Linked DNA regions of Mus musculus: all the other regions are linked to region 1. A link is a contact called in public HiChIP or PLAC-seq and promoter capture Hi-C data. All regions are on one chromosome and are shown on one strand. The core of a region is the stretch at or near the end of the contact, and the rest is flanking DNA. Distances in the headings are between cores, read along the strand shown. Region 1 overlaps Gm46609 (predicted gene, 46609). Region 2 overlaps Ttc7 (tetratricopeptide repeat domain 7). Region 3 overlaps Gm30938 (a long non-coding RNA gene).

What was found. HiChIP or PLAC-seq counts read pairs in DNA pulled down with a chosen protein or histone mark. Capture Hi-C pulls out chosen DNA fragments and counts their contacts.
Region 2: a contact with region 1 is called in a promoter capture Hi-C map of adipose tissue. The contact joins two enhancer-like sites. A contact is called at or near these places in 1 of 484 Hi-C or Micro-C datasets (forebrain), 1 of 115 datasets of contacts at active chromatin or transcription factors (pancreatic cancer cells) and 1 of 9 other capture datasets (adipose tissue).
Region 3: a contact with region 1 is called in an H3K27ac HiChIP or PLAC-seq map of embryonic stem cells, with 7 read pairs. The contact joins two enhancer-like sites. A contact is called at or near these places in 1 of 484 Hi-C or Micro-C datasets (embryonic stem cells) and 4 of 115 datasets of contacts at active chromatin or transcription factors (bone marrow-derived macrophages, embryonic stem cells, memory CD8 T cells and 1 more).

What each region holds. Positions count from the first base shown.
Region 1 is chr17:87,599,903-87,604,298 of GRCm38.p6, reverse strand. It overlaps Gm46609 (predicted gene, 46609), which reads left to right. Exons shown (of 3, transcript NR_169183.1): 3 at 1,293-2,016. Among named protein-coding and RNA genes, the nearest start is that of Gm46609, 11 kb to the left of the region's middle. Within about 2 kb of position 1,923, at least 107 of the 459 cell types and tissues checked have an H3K27ac peak or open chromatin away from gene starts, as enhancers often do. A contact at or near this core is called in adipose tissue and embryonic stem cells, where this site is marked.
Region 2 is chr17:87,376,961-87,381,356 of GRCm38.p6, reverse strand. It overlaps Ttc7 (tetratricopeptide repeat domain 7), which reads right to left. Exons shown (of 20, transcript NM_028639.3): 20 at 1-1,508. The coding sequence ends at 1,287. Among named protein-coding and RNA genes, the nearest start is that of Stpg4, 49 kb to the left of the region's middle. Within about 2 kb of position 2,211, at least 64 of the 459 cell types and tissues checked have an H3K27ac peak or open chromatin away from gene starts, as enhancers often do. A contact at or near this core is called in adipose tissue, where this site is marked.
Region 3 is chr17:87,468,520-87,472,915 of GRCm38.p6, reverse strand. It overlaps Gm30938 (a long non-coding RNA gene), which reads left to right. Exons shown (of 4, transcript XR_385891.4): 2 at 157-249; 3 at 1,125-1,219. Among named protein-coding and RNA genes, the nearest start is that of Gm30938, 3.8 kb to the left of the region's middle. Within about 2 kb of position 1,850, at least 23 of the 459 cell types and tissues checked have an H3K27ac peak or open chromatin away from gene starts, as enhancers often do. A contact at or near this core is called in embryonic stem cells, where this site is marked.

The DNA.
Region 1 (4,396 bases), core at 674-3,173:
CAGTCCTGCTACATACGGAGGTTCTTGAAAGCCTTTATTTGTTGGCTGACACATAACTGTACTTGTGTAAAGAACACAGTGTGACATTTTAGTTCTTGTATATGACGGTAGTCAGGTGATAGTGGTGTATGCCCTATGATCCCAGAACTCATAAGGCTTCTGACTAGAGAGTTAGGAGTTCAAGGACAGCCTGGGCTATATGAGATACTACTTAAACATACATACAAACAAACAAACAAACAAACACCAAAAACAATAAAACAAACAAATCAAAACCAGATAATGATCAGATCAGGGCAGTTAGCACATCTCTCATCCAGACATCCTCCTTTCTCTGGGTTCTGAGCATTCAAGACCTCTCTGTTTTTGTGAGACAGGATCTCATGTAGGCCAGGCTGGCCTCAAATTCGTTGTCTGAAACAGGCTTATAACTACAGACTGCAGCTTCCCTGGAAAGGCCTTCTCAGTCACAGATAGAAGTCACATGAGTGAATACTGGCCGGGCTATTTCTTCTGCGGAGAAGGCCTGGCTGTTCCTTTAGCCTGCCTGCCCTTTTACAGAATGGCAAGCCTTCCCTCCTACCTTCAGGGTTCCTGTGGAAGCCAAAGAGATGGGTCCACGAATGGCTGGGAGTTCCGGTTGAGTCTGTGCTTATATAAACATCACACTGAGAAGTGAATAGCAGGAGCAGGTATAAAGTGTGACGTGATCCCTCCCAGCATGCAGCGTTGCTCAATGGAGTCCATTCATGTCCCCGAGAAAAGCAAGGAGAGGTACTGGAAGGAGTGGGTGGAACCAGAAAGTTCCTAGGACAAAGGTGTTATCCGCACCATAAAAGTGAGGTATCATGGCCTTGGGCCCCACGCCCATGGATGGAGAGAAAACCAGAGCTGAGGTAGCTCCCCAGAACTCAGGCCAGTGTACACTCGGAGCGGCTGAGGCGAAGCTGACGAACCTCAAAGGCTTCGTGGGAGAGCCTGTGAACAGACCAGAGAGTGAGGTCACTGCATGAGCTGAGAAGGAAACGGTGGTTGGCGGAGGGCTGCCCTACCACAGCCGGCCAGCCTACCACAGCTGCCCTCTGGGTAGATAGATACTAGCTGATTTAGTCTCTAAAAGCTGGAGTCCACTGTACATGTACAGTTCAATGCCTTGGGGTGTGGGGGCTCCCCTTGTTAAAATGTGAATGGTCACATTCATTTGTGGGATCGTCATGAATGATGAATGGGATTTTTTTTTTCTTTTTTCCTTTTCTTTTTCTTTTTCTTCTTTGTCTTTCCTTTTCATTTAGGCCTCTAGCTGGGACCACACCCTGCCACCTGAGACACAGAGGCCAACGGTGAGGAAAGCAGGCGGAATGGAAATGCCCCTTTAACCATCCAAGAACCAGAGAAAAGCCACAGGCTCCAGGAAGGTTCAAAGGGCAGAGGGAGGGCCTGGTGAACTCGAAGTCTCCAAACAGTAGCTTGGACATGCCCATTGGGGCAGGGCAAAGACAGCATCCCGCACAGGGACTTCTTTGGCATTTATGTTGGACAGTCACCCCGAGCTCTCTGACTACAGGCCTGGAAAGTCTCTACAGTTAGTACTGAGAAGAGTGGGAGCTCGGTGAGATTCCACGGTGGGGGGATCCAGGCAGGGAGACTGGGCCTGCAGTTAGAGCTGCTTGTCTTTCTGGATCAGGAACTCAGAAATCAGATACTGGCTTGACCTGCCTTCAAAGTAGGATTGACCGTAGGTATGTTGGGATGGTTGGGCATTTCCTGAAAATAACGTTTTCCCTACCCTACTCACTGATCCCTAGCATTCCTTTAACAGGGAGCCAAGACTTGCGTTACAGAGCAAATTTAAAGTGGCTCGGGAAGAGAAACTCTAGACAGAGGAAGAGGAAGTGTGTGTGTGTTGGGGGGGGGGGGGGCTCGAGCACACGCGCGCATGCCCTTCTTGTACGGTGGTCATGTTTTGCTCATGCCCATGCGCATGAGGGAATAAATCAGCTTCCTCTATCACAAAAAGCAGCAGAATTATTCCCAACTGGCTTTAGGTTTCCCAGATTTAGGCAGCAGAAGAAAGCAAAGCCGCCCCCTCCCCCCTCCCCAGACAACATTATGAAACCAGAGAGCTGCTCCAAAGGCTTCAATTCTTCTTATTTTTTTACGTTGGTAGTTCTCTGCCTTTCTGATATGTAGTGCTGCCTCCTGCTGGCCATGTTGCGGTATAGCGGCTGAAAGGCACGGGGGTGAGGGGTGGGGGACTCTGACCCCCTACCTAGGAAGCCTATGGCGGGAACATCGCTTAAGAAACAGGATAAGACTCTCAAAAAAAAAAAAAAAAAAAAAAAAAAACAACAACAACAACAACAAAAAACCTCTGGGTGTCTTTTGGCTTTGAATTTAAACAGGGATATCTATGTCTTGAGCTCTAGTTTAGCAAATTAGGTTCCAGGGCCTTGAATGTTCAAAGAACAATGGCTGCCAGCTCCACCCACCTCCTGGATTCCAGGTTCCCGGGCAATCTTCTGCAGTTCTCTCCGGTGAGGCTGCGGCCTCCAGGGCGTGGTGAGAGTCTCCATTGTCTTGTTCCCTACCACTCCTAGAATCTCTCCAAAGGAGATTTCCCTACAGTTGCTAAGCAAAGCAGTGCCAGTTTCTGTAGATAGGGCCCAGCAGAGATTAGAATTTATGTAGCTGCACTTGGATGGTCAAATATCTCAAAAAAGATACCTTCAAGTTGCCTGATGCTATGCTAGAGTATTAACAAAAGCCACCAAAAGCCGGGCGGTGGTGGCGCATGCCTTTAATCCCAGCACTTGGGAGGCAGAGGCAGGCAGATTTCTGAGTTCGAGGCCAGCCTGGTCTACAAAGCGAGTTCCGGGACAGCCAGAGCTACACAGAGAAACCCTGTCTCGAAAAAAAAAAAAAAAAGTCACCAAACATATTTATTGCCTTTTTATTTTAATTTGTGTGTGTGTGTACATGTGCCATTACAAATGTTTGTGAGCCACCATGTGGTTGCTGGAAATTGAACTCAGGACCTCTGAAAGCCACTCTTAGCCCCAGCCCAATGTCTAGGCTTTTTTTTTTTTTTTTTAAAGAATAAAAGATGGTGTCTTGATATGTGGCCCAAACTGTTCTCAAAGTTCCAGCAGTCCTCCTGCCTCAGCATCCTGAATGCTAGGATTACAGGTGTGCACCACCATGCCCTGCTAACCAAGCATTTTAGAGACACTGATAAAATTTATACTGGTTTCAGCTGTATAGTTCCAATTCACGAGAATGAAGGTAGGTGGGTCTAGAGAGATGGCTTGATAGTTAAGAGGACTGGCTGCTCTTTGTAGAGGATCTGGGTTAGATTTCCAATATCCACATGACCATCTATAATTTCATTTCCAGGGATATGATGCCCTCTTCTGGCATGCAGGCATTTATATGCAGATAGAGCACACATACATAAAACAAAGAAATAAATCTTTTTTAAAAAATTTAAGACACACCTTTATTCCCAAAACTCAGGAATTCAAGGTCAGCCTGGTCAACAGAGCAAGTTCCAGGGCAGCCAGGGCTAAACAGAGGAAACTCTGTCTTAAAACTCAAACAAAGCCCAGAGATGCCTCAGCAGTTAAAGGTTGGGCCATGGAGCATTAAGACCCAGAAGGTGGAAGGAGAGGATGATTCCTGCTGGAAGTCTGTGGCGAGCTGTAGCTTACCAGGGACCCCCTGAGTGAACCACGTGGAGCCAGGAATCAGTGCAAAAAGTAAGAGGAATTTATTGTTCCAATGTGTTGGGGTCACCCTGCACTCAGCACGATCCGTGACCTTTTGGTACAGTTTTCAGGCCACTGTCCTCTGACATGCACATACCTGTGGTGATATGCATTGTGCCATACAATTCGCAGGACACACACACAATAAACAAAATATAAAAGTTTGAACCAATAATAAACTTTGCTTTCATGGTATCTAGGGACACTTAAAACCTCCCCTGATGGGCTGGAGAGATGGCTCAGCAGCTAAGAGCACTGACTGCTCTTCCAGAGGTCCTGAGTTCAATTCCCAGCACCCACATGGTGGCTCACAACCATGTGTAATGAGATCTGATGCCCTCTTCTGGTGTGTCTGAAGACAGCTACAGTGTACTCCTATAAATAAACTAAATAAATAAATCTTTAAAAACAAAACAAAACAAAACAAAACAAAACCCTCCCCTGATAAAGTTCTCAGGTTGCGCACTCACCGAGAGCTTTAGGGTCTGACTCAAGGTCTGGAGGGAAGGTGCTCTCCACACAACCATGAAGCCATCAGTGTCAGTGTCTGGGTGAAGCTTCGGCTTAGGAGATAAAGGAAGGTGTTCCTGGGTTTATTGAACTAGGCTCTAACTCAGAGGTGACAAATGGAA
Region 2 (4,396 bases), core at 962-3,461, 220 kb after region 1:
GGCCACTGTGGTCAGCACGGTGACCCCTGACACATTCTAACACAAGCGCAAGGTGAACCCGAGGGAGCTCTACCCAGAGTAGGGGAGACAGAAGGAACTCTCTGCTAGGCCTTGGGGAATGGCTTCCTGAGGGAAAGTTTCAAAACCAGAGTGCATGGCTGACGAGCCAGGGAGGGACAGCTGCCCAGCGACCTGACAGAGAGCACGCGGGCACAGAAAGGTGAGGCAGGCTGTCAGGTTCCTCAAGCATGGCCGCTGTGGGAATCTAGGCAGGGGAGCACAAAAGGCCAAGCTGGGGCTTTGGGGTCACTCAGCAAAGCCTAAGATGAAAACTGGGCAGTGGGTGATGAGGTGTACTGGGCTGAGGCCTATAAATGGTCACTTGGATGTCATTCACCCAAGTGGGCGGGTCCAAAGACTTGAGGGACTGTGTACTCAAGGTACCAGGAATGGCTACGTCAGAACCCTGTTTTGTATTCCAAGGCGTATCCTGGAGGCCACCGGCTCAGGGCCCACGGAGTCTACTGACTGGGGCGTGTCTCCAGGGAGATGACAGTGAGTGAAAATGGAAGACGGGGGACGGTGTTTAGAGGCCTGGCCGACATGAGTCCAAAAGGCACTTGGTGGTACAGAGAAATCACATGTAGCCTCTAGGCAACCTCCCCATAAAGGAAACACCAGGCATCAACAGGGCCAATTCAGGCTGACAAGAGCCCAGGAGCCCACTGTCCCTCTTTGTATCTGGGACCTCAAGCTGTGGCTGTCCTGGGCAAGGCTTCAAGCTTTGCACTGCCCTGAGATCGGATGGGGAAATGTATCCGGGGCTCTCCGGCACGTCTGCTCACAGCTCTGTGAAGTCGCTGAGATTCAAGCCAGTTTGTCTCCCAAGGCACTCATCTCTGTGGTACACAAACTCAAGATTGGTTCATCCCAAACCAGGAAACCCGGGGTGGTGGGGGAAGCCAAGGAAGGGGCTTGGCTCCCAGACACACCTTTTATCTAAGAGGTGCCCAGCAACCGGCAGTCTCTGGGGGAGGCGAGGCGTTTGCCTTGGATGCAAATCTTGTCCCCCCAGCTTCAGTCAGGAGCTTAGGCCCAGCTGGGCCTGCAGGGTGTGGAGTGTGGGAGGAGAAGTGGCATGGAAGCCAGTGGAAGTGCTCACTTGTCATCTATTCCCTGAGGCCCCACATCTGGACACACGCCCTTCCCTGCCCCCTGCCTGTGTCTGCTGCCCCCGCCCCGCCCCTGGCAGGCAGTATATGGCTGCCAGCTGCAGCTGCAGAGGCTCACAGCTCTCTGGCAATGATGGAGAAGGGCAGCACAGGGCTGCTGGCCTCCAGCTCCAGGGCTGTGAGGAAGCAGTCCACGGCCGCTTCGTTCTGGCCTTGGTCCTGCAGCACCTCCCCCAGGCCCTGCCACGCTTCGTGGAAGGTGCTCTGTCTCTCCACAGCATCCCGCAGCACCTTCTGGGCCAGGCTCTTGTGGCCCAGCTGACTCAGCATCAGACCCTAGAAAGGAAGCAGAGGACGAGGTTAACCAGGCCTGGGCCTCCAGAGCCGGTGGGGAGAGCTTAGCAACCAGGGCGAGCCAGAGAGGCCCTCAGGTCTGGCTGGGCCACAGACAAATGACTGTGCCCTTTACTTATGCAAAACCCATCCGACCCTGCCCAAGCCCTGTTTTAACCTGTAGTAGCTATGTTCCTCTTGTCTTCAAAAGATGGGCCTTTAAGCCTAGACCTGATTTTGAGTGGCCCCGTGTGGGGAATTCTGAGCCCTCCAACTCACTCTTCAACAAATGGAAAAATAAAAATAAAATAATGCATTTTATCAGGGCCTGGGCATCTAAGCCGGGTGGCAGGAATGAGTCAGTGGACGAAAAGCTGTCTAAGACTGGAGCATGCTCAGTAGTGCCCAGGCCACGCTGCCCCTCACCCCAAGGGGGCACCCACAGCAGGAAGGTTATCTAGTTTTGTGACAAAGAGGGGGTGCTTGTCTGCCTGCCTCAGCAGCCCATCTTCCCCCGGGGACTGCTGGGTCCCGAGACCAAGCAGCCAGCAGACTCTACGCTCACAGGTGCCAGGGCGGGCGGGCGCTGGAGGGAGTGGATCAGGGCACAGAGCAGTTGCTGAGAGAATGAGAGAAAAGGGACTCAGCTATCCAAGGCCCCTTCGGTCAAGAGCAGGAAGTATGGCTTTGCAGTTTTAGCTCAAAGGACCACTGCAAAGAACTGAAGAGAGTAAGCTAGAGGAAGTGCCAGGAATTGTCACAAAGCGGGTGGGAAGTGAAACCGGCAGTCTTGAACATCCCCCATCCTCCCAGGGACAAGGACAAGGGACAGGGTGTGGGCACGGGGAAGGCTCCAGGTCCCAGAAAGGCTACTCTGTACCATTCTACTGACCTGCCACTGTGAAGGTATCCCAGGATGCTGAGAAGTGAGCACTTCTCTTGTTCCAAAGAGTGGAGGTATAAATCTTCAACCCTGATCTCCTGGGGAGGCAGGGGACCAGAGTGGGGGCAGGGAGCTGTCTTTGTGCCTGAAGCCCCCTCTCTGCAGCCCGCCCACTGGCGGCCATGCACATTTTTAGCTGGATTATTCTCCTCCTCCTCCCCAAGCTCCCTAGAGTTAGGCCCTTGGTTGCTATGGAGACGCACCAGGAAAGATGTACATGGCTGACTTCATAAATCCTAAGAGAGCTTGGAACATGACCAATTAGGCAGCAGAGAGGGTGCTGAGGAGGACTGGGGAAAGCTCTGTCTCCAGAGGCGCTGGCTGGAGGTCCTGGGGCCACAACCGACTCGTCGAGTGGCACCCTCCTATGACCCTAAGCATAGACACACCCAAGGACCCAGGAGTTCGGTAGCCTCAGCTGAGGCTGGAGAACAGCAGGTGGGGGCAGGGAGTAGCGGCACACAGGGCTGACCAGATGCACACAGCAGTGCTGACTCAGGGTTACCAGAACCAGCGGCAGGCAGCGTCTGTCCGGCCAGTAGTGCCCAGGCCACGCAGTTCTGCCCACATGGCCAGGGCAGGACCTTAAGTAGCTCACTCACAATGGAACAGGGCCTACAGGCTGGAAGGAAGGAAGGTTCTAGCCGATGGCTATCAGACACCAAAATGAAGTACCAAAAACCAAGCGCTCTGAAGCCTCTCAATGCTACCCACAGGGAGTGCTTGAGGATAGAGGTGGCCAGCGGGGCCTGTCAGAGGGGTGGGTGTGGGGTGTGGGGTGTGGGGTGGTGGTGGGGCGGGTCTACTTGCTTCTCTTCTCTGCGCTTTCTTTCTGGAGCTGCCTTCCACAGGAAACTTTATTGGTAAGAAGAGTCCACCCCCCTCACCTCCCAATCTCTAGCTGGGTCTAGTGGTGCAAACCCATCGTCCCAGCCACTTGGGAGGCTGAGGCAGGAGAATAACAAGTTGAAGACCTGACCAGGCAAGAGAGTTCTAGGCTAGCCTGGGGAACTTAGCGGAAACCAAATGGAAATAAACAGAGAGCAGGGAAGGAGCTCTGTGGTACGCTGCGCTGCCACCGCTTGCCTAACTTGCCTAACAAGTAGGGAGGCTGGCAGAGAGAAGGTGTGGGTGTTTGGGAAGGAGCCAGATGTGTCTGCAGGCTGAACGTGCGCCTCAGTAGAGAACAAAGGCCAGGGCTTAGCAGCCAGAAGGCCAGCTCTGCCACTGACATGCACTGTGACCTCAGCAAACTGACATGGGTCTCTGTAAACTGGGGGGAGAGGGAGGGGGAGGGGGAGGGTCAGTTGGGGGTTGGGGGGAGTCCTTCCTCACAGGGCTGCTGAGAACTCTGGAAGGATGAATCTGGAGAAGGTGCAGCCAGACTCGCAGTAGCAAACAACAGCAACTTCTTTAGGAAGGCCACAGCGGGCATGGGGCACGGAGAGGCCAGTACTGTCCACTTCCTTAGACGGAAGGAGATGGCAGGGTCCTCTGTTAGGAAGGACTGTGCAGTGGAACTGGCTCATGTCCCACCCCCACCCCAACATGCTGACCTTAGAACCTGAAAGAAGACACCAGGCCAGGATGGGGTCAGGCTAAGGCCTGGAGGCCCAGGGCCTGTAACAGGATCTGTGGCCACCTGCCCCTGACACCAGCAGCATTTGTGTTTGGTAGCAACCCAGTGCTGTTTGCTGCCTGACAACTGGGTGGGACCCAAGCACAGGAAGATGCAAGGTCTCACCTGCTGTCCCCAGCCTGGCACTGCCCCCAGGGCCCATCAGCACCCTCCTGACACTTCACTGGCTCCAGGTCTCCAGGGAGATGGTGGGAACACAGAACTGGTGTCTCAGTTCAATCCACAGTCTGTCCCCACAGAGTCCCCCCCTCTGTCCCCGCTTGTCCCTCATCTGCTGGGAGGGATCTAGTTCTGTGAAGAGGCCCTTAG
Region 3 (4,396 bases), core at 601-3,100, 130 kb after region 1:
CCCTATTAATCTGGGCTTGATAGTATATGCCTGTAATCCCAACCCTGCAGAGTCTGAGACAGGAAGATCATGAGTTCAAAGCCAGTACAGGATATATAGTAGAAACCTTTCTTCAAAAACAAAAATTATATATTTTTGTGTCTGTCCATCCATTAGCTCTCACAGGCTGGGAGCTGGGCATTTTATTCTCCATGTGATTGATGCCGGCACAACTTGGCACACAATGCGCCCGCCATTCATGGTGACTGAGTAAGTGACATCATCCCAAGTCTCCAACTAGGCTACTCTAGGGTAGTGGTGTAATTAGTCTCTCAGAGGGCTTTTGTACAATTGATTGATTGATTGATTGATTGATTTTGTGTGTGTGTGTGTGTGTGTGTCTGTGTGTCTGTGAGACAGAAAGAGACAGAGACTGAGACAGACAGAGACAGAGAGATGCATGGCACTCAAAGGACAAGAGTCAGTTCTCTTTCTACCTTGTGGACCCCAGAGAGGGAACAATGCTTTTGCTAAGGGAGTCATCTTGCAGGCCCCCTCTCCCCTTTCCATTGTGATAAAACCCACATTTATCATTTTGGCCAGTTTAAAGTGTGGAGCCCAGGAGATACCTGCTGTTTCAAATGGCATATAACTATCACTGCTTCTCAGTTACAGACATTGGTTGGTTGGTTGGTTGGTTGGTTGGTTGGTTGGTTAGTTGGTTCTTTTGAGACAGGATCCGCACTGGCCTTGATCTTGAGATCTTGATTCAGGGTGTGCACCACTTCACATGATCACCAGCTTACGTTTTAAGAGTTAACTACTGTGCCTAAGAAATCCATGGAATAAAAATACTTCTAACCTGTAAACCACTGGCCCAAAGGCAGACACTTCCTGAATTCCGGGGGTGGAGGGGGTATTGTTCATGTTTTCACTCCCCTAAACAAGTTTGTTTGACCCAACTGCACCAACCAGATGTGCTTGGTCACATGTAGACAGGAGGTACCGAGGCAGGAAATATGTTAGGATGCGTGCTTGTCCCGGATTGGCCCTGATGGAAAACTATGGCAGTCTAATGGATTTGCCCTTTTGTTGTGAATGGCCCTGGTGATGCCTGTATTTTGATGTTAATTCTGCTTTCTCAGGAAGGGTTGTCTGGACCAAACGGATGAGTCGCATACTCAGGTGACTTCTTGTGAACTCCACCCCACCCCCAATGAATAAAGGGACCAATCACTGGGTGAGTAGGCAGGACTTCTGGGTTGGATGGAGGAAGAGAGGAAGCAGGAGAGAGTTAGGGGCTTTTTGGACAGGGATAGTGACAGGGATAGTGACAGGGATAGTGACAGGGATAGTGACAGGGTTAGTGACAGGGATAGTGACAGGGATAGTGACAGGGATAGTGATAGTGTCTCCTGGCTTATACGGTAAATCCACTGAGGATTTAGATTTATTATGACTTACAAGATTAGGATTCTAGTATCTGTGGAACCGGTCTTTCTCTTGTGATTCTCAGGCTTAACATACACCCAAGCTCAACATTTTAAATGGTCCCACATGGAGATCTTCTATCCACTAAGACTTATTTTATTTGGTGTGTATGTATGTATTTGTGTCTATTTGCATGTATGAGCATCATGTAGATACTGGCCCCTACAGAAGCCAGAGAGGGTATTGAATGCCTGGGTGCTAGAGTTTGTGATAGCTGTGAGCCACCTGTTAAGGATGCTGGGGTCTGAACCCCTGTCTTCTGAAGCCATATGCTTAAAGAAACAAAAGGCAGCCAGCATTCCCCCTCAGTGTAAGCCCTGGGGCAGTCAGGCAACAGCAGCCACCCTTCTCTCCCCACCCCCAGTGCAGCCAGTTCTCCCTCCAGCATCGCTATCTCCTGTCTTTTGGAGAAAGCAGAGAATTAATGTCCTTGAAGTGATAAGACCCCCACCCTTAGGCTCTGGGAAAGAGACAACCGAGCGTTCCCAGCAGTCAAAAACAGCTACAGCCAGCTCGCAACAACAGGAAAGACCGCACTGGCCGGCCACTGATAACAGAACGAGTTACTCCTTTCCAGGTCAAAGAGGGCCTTTTCTAGATATACGGTCTCTCTTTTTTGTCTGGGAAAAAAAAACAAAAAACAAAAAACAAAAAACAAAACGCTATCAGTTCTTGAAGGCCCCAGCTTGTTTGTGCATTTCCCCTATATAAACCCTAAGCCCCTAGACCTGAGCATTGCATTCCTAATCGGTCTTGCGGGGAGGATTGTGTTTCAAGTCTGAACTCTAATGTGCCTACATTGGCCTTGTGGTCTCTGGCGGTCTCCTGGGGGTCTCCAGGACTGAGCAGATCATGCTCTGAACTGCAGTGACACCTCTGTACACATTGTCATTCTCCACCTCCTCGTTCCTCATCCTCTGCCTTTCTGTTCCTGAAGTTGCATGTGATGGGGGTGGGGCGGGGTGGGGCAGGGCGGGGCGGGGCGGGGCTCCTAACCCTTGGCCTTGAATTCCTGTTTTCATGATCCATTTACACTTTGGCATCTACCAGTATTTGCTTCTCTCTATAATCAATAGTCCACTGAATGGCCATTGTCACTCACTGATTCCTTGATGGACATTTAGGTTGTTCATTCTTTTCCGCCGTTGTGGATGATGTAGACATCGACATTTGTAAACAAGTTTGTTTAACCGCTTTCAGTTCTCTTAGGTTTTATACCCAGCAATGGAGTTGTCAGAGTGTGGAGATTTATTTATGTGTTATTTATGGAGGGACGCAAAGCTGCCTTCCATAGTGACTGTGCTGGGTTAACTGTATCCTACATTTTCCATTTACTTCTCTGCTTCATTGAGAACATTTCTTATTGTCCATTTTCCTCTGAGTGTAGGCCTCCCAGCATGACCAGTAGATGCATTTTGAGGTGCGCACTTAGCGTAAAACATTCCTGTCTGTAAATGTCTTACTGCACCTTAGGAGGTGGCTCCCTGTAGCTGTTTATCACAGTTTGCTCTGACCCAGATAATAGCTGACTGGACTAAGGCCGCATTTTGGAATCTATATTTGAGAAGGATGATAGGTAGACCTGGTTCACACAGCAGAGGGGTGGTGGGAGAGGTGGGTGTAGTTCCCATAGCTGAAACATGAATTTTATAGTTGCAAATGTATGGTTTGGGTTTCACTATACAGCCCTGGAACTCAGTATGTAGATCAGGTTGGACTGTAACTCAGCGAGACAGATCTGCCTGCCCCTGCAGCTTGAGTGCTGGGACTGAAGGTGTGAGCCCACCAGCATCCGGATTTGTTATCTTTTTAAAAGATTATCTTTGGTGAGCACGCAGAGAAATAAGTTTTGCTCTGACATTTCGTACACAGATATGGTTGATCACACTGTGCCGAGAACTTTCTAAGTCTCCCACAACGGCTAAGTTCCTGGCTTCAGTCTTTGCTTGGACTGAGCTGCACTGCCGTCTCAGGCCCCATACCTTTTCCTTTTAGCCTACCGTGGTTGTGCCTTTCAGTAGAATTTTTCTTGCCAATGTGTAGAACCCAGGGCAACAGCCAGTCTCTGTCACTCTCACAACCAACGTAAGCTTCAGACTGTTAAACAAACCGAAGCACAAAACCTCGGAGTGACTCTCATTTCTCTTCCCCTAAAACTCCCTTGGTGTGACTTTAATGACCTTGTCCCTGTCTATTTCCCCAGTGGAATTTGGAGGCAAATTTTGTGTCAAGGTCAGTCAGTACTGGTGCTGAATCCTCAAGGGTGGGCAGCCAGCTCTTGCTGCCACCTTGATGTGACTCTTGATGTTTGTCCTGGTCTTTCCCTTCCTAATAACAGAACGATTCTAGTCAGCTCACAGGTGTCACGCTTTGTTGTGTTGCCTGTCACTGGTAATCCTCGCTCTCTCTTTCTCGATCTCTCTGTCTGTCTCTGTCTCTGTCTCTGTCTCTGTCTCTCTATCTCTCTCTGTCTCTGTCTTTCTGTCTCTGTCTCTGTCTCTCTCTCTCTGTCTCTCTCTCCCTCTCTCTCTCACGTGCACACACACAAAGCTCTGCGGTTCACCCAGGCCACACACAGTATGGAGAAAGAACCTTCAGCTGAGATTTCTGAGAACAGCATTCTGCTTGCATTCCTGCCGCTGGCTTCACTCTGTATTGCTGAGCGAGTCATGAGACTGGTTTCCCATCTGTGGAAGTAGAAGAGAAAAATAATACTCTCCCTGCTTGCACAGAGAGGCAAGTTAAAATTAGGTCATGGATGTGAACATTCTGTAAAGAAAAAAAATATATATATATATATTGCTGCATCCATAAAAACAAAGCGGTGAGCTCCTGCTTCCACGCTCCAAGTTCAAATCGCTTGCTCAGTAACGACTGGGGCTTAGCTCTTCCTGCTTTCAAGGATGAATCTGTCTGTTCCCCCGCT